Linked DNA regions of Mus musculus: region 1 is linked to region 2. Evidence: chromatin contacts called from public Hi-C data. All regions are on one chromosome and are shown on one strand. The core of a region is the stretch at or near the end of the contact, and the rest is flanking DNA. Distances in the headings are between cores, read along the strand shown. Region 1 has its middle 16 kb from the start of Gm35333. Region 2 has its middle 33 kb from the start of Tut7.

Evidence for each region. Hi-C and Micro-C count contacts between places; a contact is called where the count stands out from the background.
Region 1: a contact with region 2 is called in a Hi-C map of muscle stem cells, with 2.8 times the contacts expected there. The contact joins two enhancer-like sites. A contact is called at or near these places in 2 of 15 datasets of contacts at CTCF or cohesin (both in the NIH/3T3 cell line), 3 of 484 Hi-C or Micro-C datasets (the C2C12 cell line, muscle stem cells and myocytes), 8 of 115 datasets of contacts at active chromatin or transcription factors (the NIH/3T3 cell line, astrocytes, embryonic stem cells and 4 more) and 1 of 9 other capture datasets (embryonic stem cells).

The regions. Positions count from the first base shown.
Region 1 is chr13:60,415,734-60,421,773 of GRCm38.p6, forward strand. No RefSeq gene overlaps it. Among named protein-coding and RNA genes, the nearest start is that of Gm35333, 16 kb to the right of the region's middle. Within about 2 kb of position 1,933, at least 79 of the 459 cell types and tissues checked have an H3K27ac peak or open chromatin away from gene starts, as enhancers often do. A contact at or near this core is called in the C2C12 cell line, heart atrium, muscle stem cells and 1 more, where this site is marked.
Region 2 is chr13:59,852,316-59,859,090 of GRCm38.p6, forward strand. No RefSeq gene overlaps it. Among named protein-coding and RNA genes, the nearest start is that of Tut7, 33 kb to the left of the region's middle. Within about 2 kb of position 4,591, at least 33 of the 459 cell types and tissues checked have an H3K27ac peak or open chromatin away from gene starts, as enhancers often do. A contact at or near this core is called in the C2C12 cell line, heart atrium, muscle stem cells and 1 more, where this site is marked.

The DNA.
Region 1 (6,040 bases), core at 683-3,182, 560 kb after region 2:
CACTTTAAATCACAGGAGAATGATACACAGGCCAAAGTTCAACTATAACTACCTATAATGACTTCAGAGAGACACACAGACAGATGGACAGTGGTTCACGGTCACAGAGGCCACTGGGGCAGTGGGAACATGTACCCACCCTTCAGAGCCTTGGCCTTTACCTTTACCATTCATTACACTGTTACCTGTCTTTATGTAAATCTTTCCAGTTTCAGTGAAGTAGTGTCTGCTTCTACTGTTGCAGCAAAGAATGCATAAGAGCATCCATAATTCAAAGCATGCTTTTGCAGACATCAAGAGTGGCCATATGTCTTGCTTTAATACAGAGAATGTGAGCTGAAGCCAAGAGTCTCTTCTGAGCAGCAGTTCTAAGAACCACTCTGTAGTCACTCTGCTATCCAAGTTTTGGACAGCCACATGTCAACTAAGATGCTGTATAAAGAGCAGAGAGGGAAAAAAATCACCAATGCTGTGGGCTGCACAGTCTGTTCCAGCCGCCTAATTCTGCTCTTGTAGACAAAGTCATGAGTCATCATGCATGCCTGTCAATAAAACTTTATTGACAAAAACAGGTGCCTGGACACATTTGGCCAATTTTTTCCCACCCCCTCAGAGAAGACAGCTCTCTACACCACAGTCCTGCCTTCATGGGGATAATGACAGAAACATCTCACATAAAGTTCAGCATGTGTTCTGAGAGACATAAAATAGTTTCTTTTTGAATTAAAAAAATTATTTTATGTGTATCTGTATTTTGCTTGCTGCAGGTCTATGTGCCATATGTGTGCAGCGCCTATGGGGGCCAAATACCCTGAAGCTGGAGTTAAATACAGTTGTGAGTTACCACGTGGGTTCTGAGAACAGAGCTGTGGTTCTCTGGAAGGGCAGCCAGTGCTCTTAACTGCTGAGCCATCTCTACAGCTCTAAAACCTTGTGTTTCTGAACCATTAAACTTTGGAGTCACTTATTTCTGTAACATAACTGATTCTCTGCAGAGTAAAAGCAGAGGCTCGCAATGTAAGTATACCAACGTTGATTTCATATGATTCAATAAGGTTGGATAAACAAAATGAGGTTAAAACTCTTTCTATCTCAGTATCAAAGAAAAACAAAATATTTCATCTGTCACATGGTGTTTAATCAAGAACTGGTAACTACAAGGTGCCCCAGATCACCAGTACTCCCAGGACTAAAGCAGGTTAGAACGGAAGCCTAGCAGAGAAGAGGTCTCTAAGCCTTTCTTCTTGCTTTGGATGCTAGGATCTGGTGTGCACAGCTCACTGTCTGGGTCCCAAGCCTTCTACGTGAAAACCAAAACAGCCAGAAAACTAAGAGTTGTCTCCCCCATTTTGAGAGCACTGACGCCCACAGGAGGTTCCAGAATGAAAACTGGTAAACTACAAGTTCCCTGTGAAATGGACACTGTCTGTGGCCCGGGTGGATGGAGCAAGGACATGGCTCTTAGGAAAGCAGGGGTCATTTTCCAAGCCTTGGGATGCAGCTGGCCAGAGCCAGCAGAACAAAACTGGGGGCTGAAATGTGAGTGTTGGACTCTCTCTGCCCTGCACCCCTACTGAAGCCTAGCGCTCAGCCGTTCTCTTGGCCTTGGGAGTAGATTCCTTCGTGTTCCTTCGCTGTTTCCAAATTATTCTCTCATCTCAGATTCAGATATGAATATACGAGATACAAAATATAAGAAAATGAGCCCAAAAGCAGAAAACGGGGCCCTGGAGTTTCTTTTTTGACCCCTGTGCCTATGGAGCGCGGAAACCTCTGAGACACAGGAACCCGGCTCAGCCAGAGCCTGGTGCGAGTGGGATCTGTGGATGTGAAATTCCAGCTTAATCCCCGAGCCAGAGGCTTAATCCCTGAGCTCTGAATCAGACCTTGGCAGAGAGCAATCTTTCCGCTCTCTTGTAAATTTCCATCCCTCCAGCCCTGGAACCAATCAGCACCACAGCCTCCAGGGCTCCCTGGCTGGAGCCGCACAGCCTGGCCTACAGAGCTGCAGTGGGGCAGTCAGGCCCCAAGGTCAGGACACCTAAAGTTCAGCTTCTCTGAAACACTGGCCTGGTCACCTGCCACAGGGCTCAGATACCACCGTCATCCTCTTCCTTCTGACTATGGCTAAGGTTGACAAACCATACACCCACGGACAGAGGAGCTCACAGGCTCTTGCTCGGACAAAGGTGACATTTTTTCCCCCCAAATACCATTCTGTTGTAATCACAGCCGGGCTGGCTCATTTCTGAAATGTCCCTAGGATCTTCTGTGTCACAACAGCCAGGTGGCGTTGCTATCATGGGAACCTTAAGACCCACCAAGCTTAAGATGTTAACAAACTGTTCCTTCATATAAAGTTGGGGTGGCGGGGAGCTGGATTCACACCTTGTCCACCCAATGCAACAGGGACATGTCATAGCTCTAGAAATATGGTCAACCTGCACCCCTCCACCAGATAGCCAAGGGGAACAAGGCCCTAAAGATGGTGGGAGTTATATCTGTTATATACACTTTTGTATGAGCGTGGTGTGTGTATATATATGGTCTGTGGTATATGTGCATGTGCTTGTGTGTGTGCACGCACTGCTGTGTAGTGTATGTGTTTGTGTCTTTATGTCTGTATGTACTTGGAAGCTTATACACTGGAAGATCGAAAACTGAAAAACATAGAAGAACATTTACCGCCGGGCAGTGGTGGTGGTGCATGCCTTTAATTCCAGCACCTGGGAGGCAGAGACAGGCAGATTTCCGAGTTCGAGGCCAGTCTGGTCTACAAAGTGAGTTCCAGGACAACCAGGACTATTCAGAGAAACCCTGTCTCAAAAAAAAAAAAAAACCAAAAAACAAAAAACAAAAACAAAAACAAAACAAAAAAAGACATTTACCATATTTAAGCAAAAACATTTCAAGGGAACACTCCAAAAATACAATACGGGACAGCCGGACTCTGAGCACTAGGGAATAAAAGAAACTCTACCACTGCTGTCACTGATATTACCCTTAGAGTTGCCAAGTGTTCCCCCACATACCACCCATCTCTTTACCCTCTGAGCCACAAGCAATGTGAGGATATGAACCCCCGTTGAAGGGACACACACTAGAAGTGATACCCATAGCGGCCTATGCTGGGAACTAGCCATTTCTTCTCTCCTGTGTGCTTCGAGATGACATGTAGACCTGCCTCAGTTTTGCCCAGGAAGTGGGTGTGGCTGTTGACATGGGGCAACCCTAGACAGTGGCTGATGGCTTACACAGCAGCATGGTGTGTATGGAAGCAGAGGAGAGGGCACATGGTCTATCACACCACCCCAAGTCTCAATAAGCTCTGAACACAGTGTGTCCCCCGTATTCATTATGTCTGATTGTGAACCAGTATTCGAGGTTTAAAGACATAATTAAAACACAGCAAACGCCTGTTGTGGGCAGATTGGTGTAGATCCAGCCTGTGTGTACTTGAGATGAGTCTAGAATTCTGTGAGGCTGACATCACGTCCTGTTTTAAAAAGTAAGAAGACTCCAACTCAGAAAGGCCAAGCAGCCTGCTTGAGGACACACAGTTGATAAGATCAGCTCTGCTCAGCACTTGGCACAGCCACACAGAGACACCCCAGGGCCAACTGAGGAAGGCACAAGTGTCTCAGAAGGAAAGAAGATGAAGCTGAATCCTTAAAGCCAGAGAGGGGTGACCTCCTAGCCCCAGGCTTCCAATAAATGCCATAGTTTTCCTTTTCTCTTATCTCACAGTCTGTCTTCAGGAACAGTGGAATTCTAATTATTTACATAAACTATTCGGGCCATGGGTGCAACAAATGGGTTTGTATTGACTAGGTTTATGGGGGGGAAAAGGAAGCAAACAAGGATGTAAAGTTCTAAAAGGAGTCATTTCCAAAAGTTTCTCCTGATGCTACCATTGTGCATCTGTGCGCATGTGCAGGCAGGTGCATGTGTGCATGCGCACAAATACCAGCCAGACACAGGTGTCTTTATCTATCATACTTTACCTTGTCCAGTGAATCCGGAGCTCTCTGATTTGGCTCGACAGCAAACCCCAGCAGTCTCATCTCCCTCTCTTCACTGCAGGATCAAAGGCGTATGCTACTCCCCGCGCCCCCCCCCACTTTTTAACATTGGTGTTGAGAATCCTAACTCAGTTCCCCAGGTTTGCAAAGCGAGCACTCTGCCCCAGCCATCTTGCCCATCTTCCTCACCCACTGATCCTCATATATTTTCTTTCAGATATATTTCTACTATTTTAAATTAAGTGTGCAGATGCCTGCAGAGGCCAGAGGTGATGGACTCCAGAGATGGAGTTATGGGTAATGGTTAGCTACCTGACCTGGGTACTAGAAACTGGAACTCAGATCCTCTTTAAAAGCCGGAAGTATTGCTAAGCCACCTCTCTGACCTCAGTTCTTGTTGCTGAAGAAACCTGTGGTGACAAAGGGGGGACAAAAAGACAATTCTGAAAACTGTATTTTAGGATTCGTTGATTTGGAATCTACGCGATACAGTAGCTCTCTTATATAAGAACTGAAAACTCCTGAACAAAACTTTCAATTTTATGTCTTTCATATTACATTTATTTCTTATGTATGGCCCTCAGTATTAAATGACACGTTTCCCCTAAGGGAAAGGTCCCCCTCATTCCTTACATCTGGGGAGGACAGCAGAGCAAGCCTAGCCTTCAGAGGGCCATGCTGGCACCGGATGTGACCCACAAACATGAGAACAGAGAGAGAAAGGAAAGGGCAGCCTGTGCCCTCTGCCTCTCTCCACACTGGCTCAGCATGTGTGCGTCTTTCTTGTCCCCACTTGGCAAGAAGGAAGATCTCGGACAAACAAGAGACTGAAAGAAGGAGGCCGGCCCTTCTTTTCTTAGCAGCATATTGCTAAGCGCAGTGTACAATGCACACCCAGCCAGCGACCATGCCTGACCCTCCTCGCCACAAGCCTCCTTGACAACACTGACCTGCTGTGCACATTATCTCTGCTCTTTGTGGCTTTGGGGGTCAGAACCCTGTTCCTGGATGAGACCCAGGATAGGAAGGAAGAGGAAACAAAAATGTTCTTTTTTTTTTCAATGAAGTGGTCTGATTACACACAGTGACAATCCCTAAGCCACCCCACAACTGTATGCCCACCCCCAAGCTGCAAGTTTGCAAAAACCACAGAAGGTCCTCAGTGCTTTCTGACTCCAGGTCACCTCAGCCCAGTGCAGGTGACAAGTATGAGTTCTGTACCCTCCCAAGGGGTGGCTCCTGGCTCACCATCTGTGAGCTGTGTGACTTCAGACACTCCCCTCCTTGAGCCTGCATTCTAGGGATCTTGCTCTATACACTGGGTGACCAGAGGTGAAGCTGCTGATGTCCTAATTCATGCAAGTTCCTCAGAGCCTCTTAGCTCCTTCCCTGCTCTGATACTCCACTGTGCTCACTGGGGTCAGCATGGTTACTCTTCTGTTTCTCCCACAGATCTGTCCCCTCTGAAAGATCCAAGAGCTTCTGAAATTGGCAACTCCACTCTAACCATGCCTCCTGTTTGCCCCTGTAAACCTGACCTCTGCAGAGTCCTCTGTAAACGGTCAGAGCTCCCACCCTGAGTATCTCCAAAATGATTGACAGTTTCTGAGTCACTTGGTTCATTTTGTTTTTGAAAACCCATTCACACTCAGTATCTCTGACCTAGAAGTGACTGTGTTATCTCACTTTGCTGGGACTTTTCCAGTTTTAGCATAAAACTCCCGTTCCAGCACAGTCCAGAATAAAGCATCATAGTATAATAGTCCTGGGAACCGGGCCAGTAGCTGCTTCATTCACTTCCATATCACTGCAAGAGTGAAAGCAGGAGCCCAGAACTTTTGTAGAATGAAGAAGAGAGTGTGTGATGGTTTGTATATGCTTAGCCCAGGGAGTGGCACTATTAGGAGGTGTGGCCCTGTTGGAGTAGGAGTGGCCTTGTTGGAGTAAGTATGGACTTGTTGAAGTAGGTGTTGCCTTGTTGGAGTGGGTGTATCACTGTGGGCATGGGCTTTAAGACC
Region 2 (6,775 bases), core at 3,341-5,840:
ATAATAGCTGTTCAGTTATTACACCTCCATAGATTGAAAGAAAGCCTTTTGTAGTCTCTAGCTGGTGACTCTGCCTCCCAAGTGCTGGACTTTCAGGCGAGTCCCATCATGCGGGGATTTTATATTTACTCTATTGTTAGTTTTTAAAAATCTATATTCTGCTAGGGGTTGAGCCTAGGGCTCTGCGCATGCAAGATGTGCAGTCTACCAATTGAGCTATGTTGCTGGTCCTATTAAGGCCTTTTCGGGGGCTGGTGAAGTGGCCAGTGGGTAAGAGTACTTTGTCTTCTAGCACAAGGACTTGGGTTCGATTCCCCAACATGGACACATCGATCCCAGGATGGCCCAGCCTATGAGGGTAGAGAGGGGAGAATTCCAAGAGCTCCTCAGGCAGCCAGATGGTTAGTGTGTGTTCACATGAGCTGAATTCTCCCCATCCCCCACTGTTCCACACCCATCACGTGCACAATAGAAGGACAGAAACCAAACCAAAAACAATCCCCCACCCTCAAACCATTGTTTTAAGTTTGAGCTTATTTTAAAACAAATAGCAAAAGTGGTTCTAGCATACAACAGGACTAAATGGACAAAGCAGTAACAGGTGACATTACACTCGCTCGTAAATGTAAAGGTCTAGGGTGGTTGAGTATCAGGGAGCTTTGGTAGATGGAACTGTGTGAAAGAAGGAGTTTGAAGAGAGTAAAGGGAAGGAAGGCACGAGGCACAGGCTTCCTCTGGTGTGTGTGCCGGGTTACCTTGGTGACCCATGTGGTGCCCATGGGGTGCCCATGTGGAGTGACCAGAGTTACCAAATGGACCGCTGTAGGATTGTGTTGGGACTCCTGATTTTCTTTCGGTGGGCTGTGGATTTATTGCATTAAGAACAGATGATAAATAAAATAATTAATAAATAAGCAGTCGTATGTTTATAATAAAAGCCATGCGTCCAGCGAAAGAGGTCTGCGCGGGGAACCTGGTGAGAGGGGCCATGACACACACAGTGTGTTGCTTCTGCTTATTTTTATCTGAGCTCAAGAGAAAAAAGTTGGAAGTGAGACAGGGACGGGGCGAAAGAGAAATTTAAAAAAAAATTGAAATGATTCGAAGAGAACAAATCGAACAAACAAATCAGGGAAGCGGAGCACTCCCAAGATTCCGTGGGAGGGGATAAGAAGGCAGCAAGACCCAGAGCTTCCAGTGCCTGGGCAGAGCTGAAACACAGCCTAAGTGGTATTTGTGAACCGCAAGAGGGACACTCTGTCTCCACAGAAGACTGTCAGCCAAAGGAATGGGTTCCTGGAGAAGGTCATGCGGTTAGACAACACACCGAGGGCTGGCTCGGTGCACGCTGACACTCTGCCAGCTGGGGCTTTCAAAACACTTGAAGTGTTGTGGTCACTCCTGGCTTCTTTGATAGGCCAGGCTGTTAATCAGGAGGAACCACGAGACTGACCTGTGGCAGTGATCGCCTCTGATGAGGACTTCTGCTCAGTGGCTTCTTGTGGGTGGCTGAGGAGACTCTTCAGGGAGTTGCCATCTTGTTTGAGCCCTGGCGTGGGAGTGATGCATGCTGGGAACAGGCAGGGGCACTGAGTCTGCAGAGTGACCTGCCTCTTAAGGAAAAGTCTTGCTCCTACAGTCTCTTGAGGGCATGGCCGTGACTTCCCAGTGAATAGCTTCTAGAACATGCCACAATTATTCAAGCTGGCTGGAGAGTGGCAAAGTTTGCTTTACAGTGAAGAAAGCCCCTTTGTAGAGGGGAGTTTGGGGGGAGTCCCCCTCATCAATTAATTTAGCACTTTCTGATGGGTGTTGGGAAAGAAAGCCTTCTGTGCTCTGTGATTCCTGCCCTGTTAGACTTTCCTGCAATGGTCTCAAATCATAGCTGAGTCTTGTCCTCCTAAGCTCGTGCCCTGACCATCTATCATCCGTTGGCTATGGCTTAATCACATATTTGTCTTCCTCTATTTCCCTCTCTTGAGGGGAGAGAATTCAAACCCATATGCAGCCCAGGTGTATGGCCCACTCTGTAGTCCCAGTACTCTAGAGGATCAAACAGTTCATGACCAGTCTCACCTACATGGAAGCTAGCCTGGGCTATGTGAGACCTTGTCTCCAAATAATAAATAACTTAAATTCTAAAAATTCAAATTCCACAAACTCTTTCTCAACTAACTGGGGCCCTAGGTCTCATACCAGCCGTGATCTTCATTTTTAACGAAGGTCATTCATTTAAAGTCATTAAGCTCCTTTGTGTTTCCAACCTAGAGATGTTATACCTGTTACTGCCTGAGGGAGTTATATATTTAAATATTTCACTCCCACTCGACTTTCCATATATATTTTCCCTTCAACTAAAATAAATAAAAATTTATCTTAAGCAAGAAATGCATGGTTTGACATAATGACATAATACATCCCCAAATGGTGTAAAATAAATTTAATAATTTGCCTCCTTTTTAGTTTTTGAGACAGGGTCTCATGTAGCTCAGGATGACCTCAACTTTGCTATGTAGCCAAGGATGGCCCTGACCTTATGATCCTCCTGCCTCCACCTCTCCAGGGTGGGGATTATAGGCATACACTACAACTTTCAGTCTACTTGATTTTAGGGATCAAATCCAGGGCTTCATGCATGCTTGGCGAGTAGTCTCTTAGATGAGCTGCGCTCCTAACCCCCATTTTTCTTCTTTTAAGCTAGGCATGTGGGCGCATGCACGTAACTCTTTTCATTTGCAAGGAGAGGCTGGAGAATTACAAGCTTAAGGTAACCTAGGCTACATGATAGTTCTCAAAATACGCACAGGGTTCTTTAAAAATAGTGGGCAATAATTGGCAGCGAAACCTCGTGGACTATCCAAATAAGGCTGGTTATTAATCTAGAGATGAGTATCATCTCTACCCATTCTCCCGCCCCCTGTCATCTTGAGTCCAGGTAGTGTTGCTTATACAACATGTGTTTAGAGCTTACCACTCAGGCCTGGGTAACCAACCTATTAGGAGGCTTGTTCCTCCTCCTGCAGCCATTGATCATCTTCAGCTTTTCACCTAGGGGCGGGGCCCTGTGAAATCCCCCCACCTATGCTCATGGTCAGTGTTGAGGTCTTGTTAGGATGACCATACTGTTGTCATTTCGTGGACACAGCATTCCTGCCCTGTCTGGAAGAAAGGACCTCACAGCAGGCTTCCTGGACCTTGGGCTCTTGCAGTCTCTCCCTCTTCTCTTGCTTGCTATTCTTTAAGCTTCCGGTTTAGGGTTGTGCTGTAGATGGACCGAATGGGGTTGGTCACCCAGAGTTCGCTCCGTCTCAGCCTTTAACCAGCTGGGCATCTCTGCTGTAGTCTCCATCTGGTGCAAAAAGAAGCATCTTCGATGAGGAATGAGAGGCAGACTTAAGTGTGAGTGTAAGTACTTAGAACACAGTTTGAAGCTGCATCCATGACTGGCAAGATGGCTCAGTGGGTAAGAGCGCTTGCTGACTGCTTCTTCCTGAGTTCAAATCCCAGCAACCACCTAAATGAGATCTGACACCCTCTTCTGGTGCGTCTAAGTCAGCTACATGTACTTATGTATAATAATAAATAAATCTTTGAACTGGAGCAAGCAGAGATCCTAAAAATTCAATTCCCAACAACCACATGAAGACTCACAACCATCTGTACAGCTACAGTGTATCACATACATTAAATAAATAAATCTGAAGAAGAAGAAGAAGAAGAAGAAGAAGAAGAAGAAGAAGAAGAAGAAGAAGAAGAAGAAGAAGAAGAAGAAGCAGCTGCAGCCATCTAGAAAAACAGCTTACAGCACCAGGCAAGGGTTCCCTCTTGTTGAGTAGGCTTTAAGTCTTATGAGACGGCAGTTGGTATATTAATGCCACAATCACACCGTTTGGGAGTATCTTGCCATGCCGGTCACGGTCATTGCTATCATGACTTGCAAAAACCCAAATCATAGTCCTGAATAGTCTCTTAAATGCTCCAGGATGTACGTTCTCTGCATCAAACAAAACAAAACAAACCAAAACAAGCTTCCCTCAAACTTCCCCCAAATCTAAAAGAAATGAGCAGCAATTCCCACATGAACCATACAGAAGCTGCGCCTTTCCGTCCTTAGGGAAAAGGTGAGTGCAGAGACTGAGGTGCCGCGCCGTCCTCCTCTGCATGGCCGGTAGAGGGAGCAGCTCACCAACCCTTGATTTCTGGCCCTGATGCTAAGTGGATAGAAGACTCACCCCTCAAACGTCCCAGAACACAGACTTCTAGAGACAAAATAGTCTAGGACTATGATTTGGGTTTTTGCAAGTCATGATTTTCCGTTAAGTTATTCACAGAGTTCTAGAATTACCTTATTATAGTTGGACAGTGTTTGAGGGCGCAGCCTAAACATTGTCCTTCCGTTTCGCCTCCCTTAGAAAAAGTCATTTGAGCATTTCATCCCAAGTCCACAAAAATCTGGCCTGGGTGCTTACCCCAACAATTGGGTTAGATTCTCAGGGTCCAAGATCACTTGTGCAAGGTTGGGTTGAACTTTTTTTTCTCTTTCCTAATCCTTGAGCCTTTGATGTGGCGGTGGAGTGGGAACTGGGCCGAGTTCTTCCTCCCTGACTCATCAGCTCCCAGCTTGGGTGTCTCCAGCGTACTCCATGCTGCGTCTCTTGCTGACTTTGTTGGGACAGCACCTATCTTATGCTATCCCAGTTCACTCTCCCACCTTACTCTTCACTGGCAACCCGGCTATGACCAAATCGCCGCCGCTCGCTCTGCCTCATCTCAGGGCCATTTGCTTATTCTCTCTCCAGTCTGTCATGCACTTCCGGTTCCAGTCACAGGCTTATGCAGGGCTGCATTGCTTCTTTCTTGGAAATCCACGCTTTAGTGCGTCCCAGCCCCTCTTTGCAAGCACTTCTAGCAGTCTTGTGGTACCTCTTCTATTTTCCCTGTCTTTTAAAAATATTTATTTTAATTTAATGTGTGTGAATGTTTGGCTGTATGTTTATATGTACACCACATGCATGGAATATCCAAGGAGGCCAGGAGAGGGTGTTGGGTCCCCTGGAGCTGTAGTTACAGGCAGCTGTGAGCCAGTCAGCGTGAGGGTTGGGATCAAAGTCACGCACCACCACACGTGGGCTTCTTTTTCAATTATTATTATTATTTTTTAATCACCCACTAGTCTGGTTAGTGCTGTTTATACATTCATGAATGTAGAACTATACACTGGACCATTGGAAACCTATCGGTAGCCATAAAGGATCTTTTTCCCTCTTCAAGAAACTTCTGTTGCCAAACTCACTAAGAGCTCAGCTTCACTAAGGGGTGGGGTCTCACTAAGGGGTGGGGTCTCACTAAGGGGTGGGATCCATTAAGGGGTGGGGCTTCAGGAAAAGGTAGGACCTTAGCAAAAGGTGGGGCCCAGAGACCATCTGCTCCATCTGTGCTTGAGATTTTTTTTTTCTGGCTTGATCTTGTATAGGTCTTATGCAGGAAGCCACAGTTACTGTGAGCTCATGATTTTGATAGCCCTATTGTGTCCTGAAGACAATATTCCATGACACTCGTCTCATCCTCTGGATCTTACATTCTTTCTGCCTTCGCCTCTGTGACGGTTTGTGAACCTCAGTCGGGGAGGAGTTTGATCCCACTCAGGGCTGAGTTCTCTATCTCTAGATCCAGTACTACGACCAGTTATGTGTCTCTGCGTTGACTGCTGCCCACTGCAAACAGAAGCAAGATTCTGTGACCAAGAATAGAGCAGCTCAGATCTGTGGGTATAAACATAAGTATTTAGTAGGAAATCTGACAGCATGACCATCAGGCAGAATAACAATAGCTGGCTCCACCCTAGGCTCTTTGACTTCCTCAGTTTTTGACTGGTATTATAGTATTAGGCATGACATTGCCTCCCGTGGATGGGCCTCAAATCTAATCAGAAACTGGATAGTTACCCCATAACATCTGCACTATCATGCATGACTATCATGGCAGTGGGCACCTGTTTCTCTGCATGTCCATATTGTAGCATTTAAGGTCCATGCTGGCCCATTTCCGTCTTTTTGTCCCCAGCAGCTTACATAACTGTACCTTACACGGTGGTGGTTTGAATAAGGATGGTCCTGTAGGCTCATATATTTGAATTCTCGGTCCCAGTTGTTGAAACTCTTTGGGAAGGATTAGGAGGCGTGGCCTTGTTGGAGGAGGTGTTCACTGTGGATGGGCTTTTACGTTTCAAAGGTTCATATCATTCCTGATTAGCTTTTCTTGTTTTTGTGCGTGTAGATGAGAAGTGAGTGTTCAGCTGCTGCTCTGGCACGAATCTACCTGCCTGTCTGCTGCCATGCTTCTCACCATAGTGGTCAGGGACCATGAGCCCCAAATAAACTGTCTCTCTCTTTTTTTTTTACAAGAAGCCTTACTCATAGTATTTTGTCTCAGCAACAGAAACATGACTAAGACAGCACCACAAGAGCTGCCTAACAGTGAGAAAGATTTCCAGTTAATTTGAGATTTGAGAGTCTTCCCTATGAGATGACAGTGCAGGGCTCAGAGGACCCAGAACAACACAGTGTTGCCAGTGCTCTGGGTTGCCCCTGATAGTGGCATATCCCTATTGCTGAAGACACCACATACTTTGGATGCAGGACAAAGAAATCTATCTTTTTAACTTTTTAATGTTTTTCTGCATATATCAGACAAGATCTTCGCCAAAACCCAAAAATACCTTGCAGGATTCTCAGCTGTCAAAAATACTATTTCCTTGAATGAACCGCTTTTATTT